Linked DNA regions of Bombyx mori: region 1 is linked to region 2. The links are chromatin contacts, called in public Hi-C maps. All regions are on one chromosome and are shown on one strand. The core of a region is the stretch at or near the end of the contact, and the rest is flanking DNA. Distances in the headings are between cores, read along the strand shown. Region 1 has its middle 13 kb from the start of LOC101739441. Region 2 has its middle 29 kb from the start of LOC134200916.

Region 1 (4,382 bases), core at 219-2,718, 79 kb before region 2:
ACTAGTGACGTAAGATTCATGACGAAATCATGTAAAATATCAGAGTTTTTCGGACTTCATCGTCTATCAAAGCAAAACCGTATAATTAATAGAACTACCTACTTCTAATTCAAAGCCATAAAGATGTCAGTGCTATTATCTCTACACGTGGTAGACAGTATAAACTGTGTGACGTCACAGCAGCTGTTACGTGCTCTCGATAGTAAAGTTACTACGTGACTCAGTGATAACAGAATATTGAGAGAGAAAAAAACAAGTAAGCAAAACTCCGAGATCATTCGCGAAATTTATAGAAACATGCTGTTAAAAAAACCGGTCTAATTTGTTAACTGGTGATAAATATTGGTGGTTCACGTGAACGGTGCTGGGTGAGGCGGTCGAGGATATATAATGAGATTTCGACCTCATGTATCACATGTAGCTGGTCAGGTCATGCTGCCGGGATACACATTGAAGTATTTACGGGCGAGGGAACCATTCAACACCAAGCCCACTGAGTTTCTAGCCGGATCTTCTCAGTGGGTCGCGTTACCGATCTGGTGGTAGATTCTGCGAAGCACTGCTCTTGCTAGGGTCAATGTTAGCAACGTCCTCAGCTACATGTTAGGGCGAAGCTGAAGTAGCCTCTCAAGGCTATCATAGGCAGGAAATAAAAACAAAAAAAAAACAACACCAGTCCGTCCTTAATTCAATCTAATGATAGAAAAATGTACTACCTACATCATGACAAGATTCAATGGTCTCAGTGGCAGTAGGGCGTATTCTTAGCTTACACAAGTACCGCCATCCTGCCTACTTCTGATGCGGAGCAATCTTCCCTTTTATTTTGGAGTAGAACAGCCACTATAGACTATAGCTGAAACCTTAATCTCCTATGTTTATGTCAGTAAGCGAATCTTCTCAGTGGGTCGCGTTTCCGATTCGGTGGTAGATTCTGCGAAGCACGGCTCTTGCAAGTGCCAGTGTTAGCAGCACTCCGGTTTGAGCCCCGTGAGCTCACCTATACGTCAAGGAGAAACTAAAATAGCCTCTCAAGGCTATCAGTATGGGTAGGGGAAAAAATGGTCAAAAATATGCAGAATCACGCGGTTCCCTCATTAGAGCATATTACAGAATAACTTTATGCATGTTATAAGCATGTTACGTGAAATGTATTTTCGGGTGCACACCCTTCAAAAGCCCGCTGTTATTTCTGATGGGTGCGCAGACAAAGTCGTGCCACGCCCTGTACCAGGCGTTCGCGTTCATAAAATTATCGCTTTAGCACTGCCTTGCTTTAGAACGAAAAAGCTAGATTACGCCGCGCGCCGAGCTAGGTAGCGAAGTTTTATTGCACAATCATTTCGTTTCTTGTAATTTTGATCGCTCCGTTAAAATTATACTCGATTTCACAATTTCATCATTGCTGCATTGTCATACACATAGCAACGTGTGAGTACTGACTCAACCGACGTCACGGCGCACAGTTCAGACGCGACAGTAAGACAACGTATTCAATTCATAATGAAATGCTAACTAGAACGGTTTGTACGGATCTGTTGAAACCGACTTAAGTTATTCGCGTGTTATTTACTCTGAGTCGGTGTGATCTAATAAACAACCGGTCGAATGATCGCTATAGTAGCTTCCGCTGATGTCAACCGTACCTAGGTGTCTGTCATGTCAACAGAATCGCTATTTAAAATTAAAAAAACGATTTCGTAAATTTTTATTTGATTTCTAAGCATGCCTAACACTAGGGAATACTGCATTACCGTAATTTAGCTTAGTTCTTATTTTGGAGTGGTGGTATTTCTGGTTGTACGAAGTCCTTTCCAGTTGCACCACTGCTTGCTTGCCACGGCTTGCTAACAACTGTTTGAACAGCTAACAGCGTAGACGAGTAATATTTACTACCGGTGTGCTCAGTGCGAGTTTTTTAACGTTCTCGATAGCGTAAAAGTTAATTCAAATTTTTGTGCAGTTGGATCGTTTGCCTACGTTTGCCGCTAGGGGCGCTGTTCCCACTGCTAACATTAAAATATTCGTACTAAACACACCGGTCACCGTCCTCGTCGAACCTGCAACGAAGGGCTCGACGAGCGAATTAACCCATAGACAAAGCCCACTGAGTTTCTCGCCGGATCTTCAAAGTGGGTCACGTTTCCGATCCGGTGGTGGATTCTGCGAAGCACTGCTCTTGCTAGGGTCAGTGTTAGCAACACTCCGGTTTGAGCCCCGTGAGCTCACCTACAAACGTTAGGGTGAAGCTGAAATAGCCTCTCAAGGCTATCAGCATGGGTAGGAAAAAAAAAAACTAACCACAGAGCGGATCGGAGTCGCGAGCCGTTGCCCAAATCTGATGAAAAACTCAGCTAGTCAAAGTAGCGTTTCGAAACTGACTGAATTTTCATTATCTGAGTGTAGCGGCAAAAATTCACGATAAGCATGTACTGAGCATTAAAAATTAAGTTAAAATAATGTAGGCAATTACTATTCTGATTAATTTTTGTACTCAATTGTGTAACTGTAAGTTATCTGCGCTGTGCCCGTAACCGTATCCCGGGTTCGGTTCCGGAGCGTGTCGGACGTGATGTTTCTCACTTAGCAACAAGCGAGCATTGCGTCAGCCAAACCGCTTATCATCAATGAGTCATGTTTTATATCGCCTTATTGGTACTAAGATTTTTTCAGTATTAGTAATTTATTTTAATCAAAACTATTAGTAATACTTTGTGAGGTTTCCAAGGAAATGTGACACTTTTAATGGGTTTTTTTATAGCCTTGATGGATGGACGAGCTCACGACCCACCTGGCGTTAAGTGGTTACCAGAGCCGAGTCGTAGATGTCTATGGGCTCCAGTAACCACTTAACACCGGGTGGGCTGTGAGCTCCTCCACTATAAGCACTATAAGCACCACCACCAATATAAGCAATAAAAAAAATTGTGTTTCAAAAATCTTTAAATTACAAGGCAAGATGATGAGTAATATCCTAATCCGGGTAGGTACCACCACCCCACCTATATCTGCCGTGAAGCAGTAATGAAGATTTCTTAAGTACTATTTCATAAGAATAATTGGTATCCACCTGCGGGATTCGAACATCGGTGCATCGCTACATACCAATGCACCGGACGTCTTATCCTTTAGGCCACGACGACTTCAATTACTATTTTCGTTGAAGGAGATCATGTCATAGCGCTAATAAAGCACCGTGGCAGGACACGGGTAGGGTATAACTATGAACCTAGGGACTTATAATAGAAAGTGGGGCGTGGCGAGTGGAAATCAGCGAGGGCAGATTTTAATTTAATATGCAATTTCGAAAAGGGCACATGTCGCATATTCTGTCAAATACGTTTTTTTCATATACATGTAGTTTTGAGGCTTACCTACACCCATTTTATAATAATTCCAGTAATTTATTTTCAATTGCTAATTAACACTAAAATATATCTCAAAAGTTTCCGCTTTCGAGTCGAATGGCCGAAAATAGAGAATATTGGCAATCTTTAGGGGAGGTCTTTGTCGAGAGACAAGCTGTTTTGAAAACCACACCAAACGAAACGCCGTACGGAATAATTGATTATAAGTTGCTTTTAAATTTAATTTATTATTAAGTAATTTATTAAGTTAGTAATTATTAAGTAAAACAGCAATAAAGGTTTAAAAAAAATGAATATATGTGGGATCGTTCATAAGTAAAAGTGGGATGAATATAGCGAAATTCTTTATTTTACTTCACAATCGCTTCGTACGCGTCTTTCTGAAACTATTCCATTTTTGAACTTCCCTCTCTAACCTTAAACTACTATCTTTTTCTGAACCTACTAGAATGTTGCCATTGCAACAGGCACAAAATAAATATTAAAAAAAAAAACTGAAAAAACGTAATAAAAATAACACTCCCCACATATATACTATATTATATTTTAGGCAGCGGCTTGGCTCTGCCCTTGGCATAGCTGAAGTCCATGGGCGACGGTAACCACTCACCATCAGGTGGGCCGTAAGCTCGTCTGCCTACTAAGGCAATAAAAAAAAAATAAAAAAAAATCTCAAAAGTTACTATTTTAAATTTTACACTGCTTTAGAAAATAATCAGTATTTTTTTTCATTTCCTGAACATTGTATATTTTCAGAGATGTGCCCTTTTCGAAATTGCATATTTAATTAATGTTTTTTACGTACGAACGATTAGCTACGTTATAACGGGATATCGTATTTTCAATTTTGTTAAAGCCGCCATCGCGTTTCCGCGTGAGATAAAGCCAACGATAAAGAATTTGGCCTTAAATCTCGTGCGGTTATCTTCAAATGACATAAACTTCGATTACTATTGTTACTATTGTAAACTACAGTGACCGCTGCGTAGAGGTTTTACTGGTGGTAAGCCGTCT
Region 2 (3,938 bases), core at 1,196-3,695:
TCAAATGAAATTATATTCGATTACTTATCAAACAATATACAAATAAACCTACTGTTTATTCTAAACTGTGTAGTAAACAGTCTTCTTTGTTCAAAAATCGTGACTCGGTAATACAGGCGTAATATTTTTTACAAATGTCAAAAGGTTAGCCATCTTTAAAAATAAGTTTCAATTTATAAAATAACTTCTTATTTAAAATGGTTTCTGAGGTATTTTATACATTTCACCCGGTGTTTAATACAGACACGGTCATTTTGAACTCAAGTGCCTATGTTTAGAGTGTAAGCATTTAGGTAAGTACTGGTGGTAGGACCTCTTGTGAGTCCGCGCGGGTAGGTACCACCGCCCTCCCTAATTCTGCCGTGAAGCAGTAATGCGTTTCGGTTTGAAGGGTGGGGCAGCCGTTGTAACTATACTGAGATCTTAGAACTTATATCTCAAGGTGGGTGGCGCATTTACGTTGTAGATGTCCATGGGCTCCAGTAACCACTTAACACCAGGTGGGCTGTGAGCTCGTCCACTCATCTAAGCAATAAAAAAAAAGAGGTAATCTGTGCATAAAGTTTAACCTTTTTTTACGAAAAGTACGATTGAGAATCATAGTAACTGGATGTGTCATATTTGCAGTTAACGTCACTACCATAGATTATACACGTCACTACTTTTCGCTCGATTATGATCCTGGCTTTGATAAAATAATAAACAAAGAACCACACAGCCACAGACAGGTCTTTCTAGTTATGGTTATCACTGTCGTTCTCAAGTACGACTTATATTCAGGTCAGGTTGGAAAAAGAAATTAAATAGGTAGGTAATCTATATATTAATACGTGAAGCAAAAACTTTGTATCCCTTTTTACGAAAATTGCGCGCACGACGGAGTATGAAATTTTCCACACTTATAGAGAATATAGAGAAGAAATGCACAATGCTAATATTTTTGTAAATAAAGCATAAAAGATACATTAAATCAATAAAGAAAATATTACACACACTGCCATGTATTTGACACACACACACACATATGTATATATACTCTTTGTTTATTGTCAAACTTTAGTTAATGCTTAAAGGCTGTGGTCACATTGAAAATAGGTTAATATTGTTTGTATAATATGAGTCGTCTATTATCAAAGGTGGCAATCTGTGCATTTGGACAAAAAAATGTTATTGATATGTCAATACAGATTGATTTGAATATAATCGTCTCCTTCAAAGAATACGGTTCAAAACCTGCATTAAATAAAGGTTAATACTTAGCCTGTTATTTATCTAAGATGTCGTTCAGAAGAGTTTTGTGACTGCCAATGGAATACAAAGTCAATAATTCGTTTTTCTGATTTACCAATAATTGTCCAAAAGTCACATTGCCGCCTTTGATAATAGTCGACTCATATAGTCTTTGACAATATAACCATCATATTGTTCAAACTTATAATTTCAATTAATTATAGTCGAATTTCAACTACTGCGGGACCACTAGTTTAGGTAAATAAGTAAACGGATCATGCCACAGGCTAGAATGTGCGCTATTTATGAGCGGTAATTTTGAAAGATTTTTCCTAAATTACTTTCATGTTACGTCGCAGGTAAAATTTATTGTAATGGAAATTCAAAGGAATATAATTTGGAGACATTGTTAGGCTATTAGTGTGTGTCAGCTGTTTAACATATTATTACGAAAGAAACATGTCATTTTCACGTTTACCCAATACATTTTTAAGGTGTAAGCATAATATATTATTACTAGACTCGTGGAAAAACACAGAGCTATAAGCTGCTAATTTTAGGCGTGATTAGCCAATGTTTTAAACGTATAGTATTTAATCAGACTAAACTTCAAACTAACAATATTTTTGTGTCAGTATTGAGTAGGAATGACGGCTATTTAACATAATATTATATTACCAGTAATAATATATATTTTATTACTGGGACCTCTTGTGAGTCCACACGGGTATGTACCACCGCCCTGCCTATTTCTGCCGTGAGGCAGTAATGCGTTTCGGTTTGAAGGGTGGGATAGCCGTTGTAACTGTACTTGAGACTTTAAAACTTATATCTCAAGGTGGGTGACGCATTTACGTCGTAGATGTCTATGGGCTCCAGTAACCACTTAACACCAGGTGGGCTGTGAGCTCGTACACACATCAAGGCAATAAAACAAAAAAAAACTATATAGTTATGTACACTTACTACCAGAGTGTTAGCTACCGTTTTGAAGCATAAATACGTTTTACGCAGTTGAGCATAATTATTTTCGTTATAATAACTATGTAACTGAAGGCACAATAGCTTAGCGAGAGTGTTTGTCAAGACTGGATACTCCTCCGTGCTGGTTAATTTCCAGAACCGGTTACAAAATTGATGTAAACATCAACTTTCACAGTGGTCCAATCAATTGTGGCGTTCGGGTGTCTCCGGCTAGCCTCGGCTTCGTTCGGCACAGCTGACGGTAGCTGTTGCTATGTGCACTTGTACCGCACTAAAAAGGACACAATATTGATCAGTCCTCTTACAATCATTTATTCTTTTAATTTGATTTTTTTACGCCAACACTATGCTTAGACGATGTTACGGCCGATTTAGTGCTAATTAGGTCAAAAAATTATTACTTCAGTATATTTACAGTATAACTACACCGTTAACGGAACAATGAATCTAAATAAAAAACTTTCATAAAAATCTAAATATTATCACATAGAACATGTAACTTAACGTTAAACGTGTTTCCCAGGACAAAGAAATGTATAAATAGAATTGAAACGTCCAGAAAACTCGCCAGTGCGGGCCGCCGGGCCTACGTGACCAAAGCAGTGTGCAACACAGCCAAACAAAACCTCTTACCTTACGCACACAAGCACACGAGCGCGGTTAAAACTCGCCTCGATTCGAAAACGACTTATCCGACATCGACCTTCACAAAGAAATGTGCACATCCTTCGCTCTTAACATCCTAAGAATAAGGTTGATTATAATTTTGGTATTTCAAAGGCGTTTGTTTTTATTTACTTTACTGTAATTTTAAAATCAAATAAATAGGTAGTAGTACCGTGTGGTTACTGAACATGGTAGTAATTAGGAAAGTATCCACTGTGATTCGTTCACAGAGACAGAATAAAAACAACATAACCATATTAAGTCCAATAAATATGTGTTATCGACGTGTAAGTACACGAAGCGCGTCTTATCGGCATCCGTGATCACTGCCTTTACAACCTTTACGAAAAATACTATGTACCTGCAATCTCGTAATTAACCTGATTAGTTTTTGTAGAATCATATCTATCTCTAGGTAGGTACTAACATAAGTACTTACTTACTTACCTAATTACTGTTTAGTGATTTTTGGTTTTATATTAATGCCTACGTTGCTTCAAAATATGTCAAAGTTTTCTTGGATTACTTTTTAGTGCATAGGTGAATAAGACCGTGGCCAACTCGTTAATAAGCTATAACCGAAGCCCATTGACATCAGATCTTACTCTCGATTTTATAATCGCTGTCTTGCCCTTGAAACCGAAGTGCACTACTGCTTCGCAGCAGAATAAGGCAGAAAGCCTTTGTCTTCCGGGATTCACAATTTTTTAGGAGGGGAGTGTTGTGGTCTCCCAGAGGTCTTTCCAGTTTCACCAGGGCAGGGGATTCACAATACACCCTACAAATGCCCTGGTATAATACCCACGGGAAGAGAAGAGAGAGTGGTGTCCTTTTCATATATGACTGTAGGAAATGAATTTATGGAAGAAGATCTTTGCGAATTAACTACTACTGCTGGTAGTAAAACTATAGAGGAGGTTAAAGACAGCTTGAGACATTAGATTGAAATCTCAATAGAATAACAGACTGAAAACTCGAGATCTCATTTAACAAGCTAGTAAAAAGGAATACCTATTTTATTCTTGAGTAATTAATTACGATCAAAGTGAAATAAAGAG

The links. A called contact is a pair of places that touch in the nucleus more often than the background predicts.
Region 1: a Hi-C map of midgut shows a contact between it and region 2, with 2.0 times the contacts expected there. The contact joins two enhancer-like sites. A contact is called at or near these places in 2 of 7 Hi-C or Micro-C datasets (midgut and whole pupa).

Annotation. Positions count from the first base shown.
Region 1 is chr3:819,062-823,443 of ASM3026992v2, reverse strand. No RefSeq gene overlaps it. Among protein-coding and RNA genes, the nearest start is that of LOC101739441, 13 kb to the left of the region's middle. Within about 2 kb of position 1,468, at least 6 of the 8 cell types and tissues checked have open chromatin away from gene starts, as enhancers often do.
Region 2 is chr3:741,113-745,050 of ASM3026992v2, reverse strand. No RefSeq gene overlaps it. Among protein-coding and RNA genes, the nearest start is that of LOC134200916, 29 kb to the right of the region's middle. Within about 2 kb of position 2,445, at least 8 of the 8 cell types and tissues checked have open chromatin away from gene starts, as enhancers often do.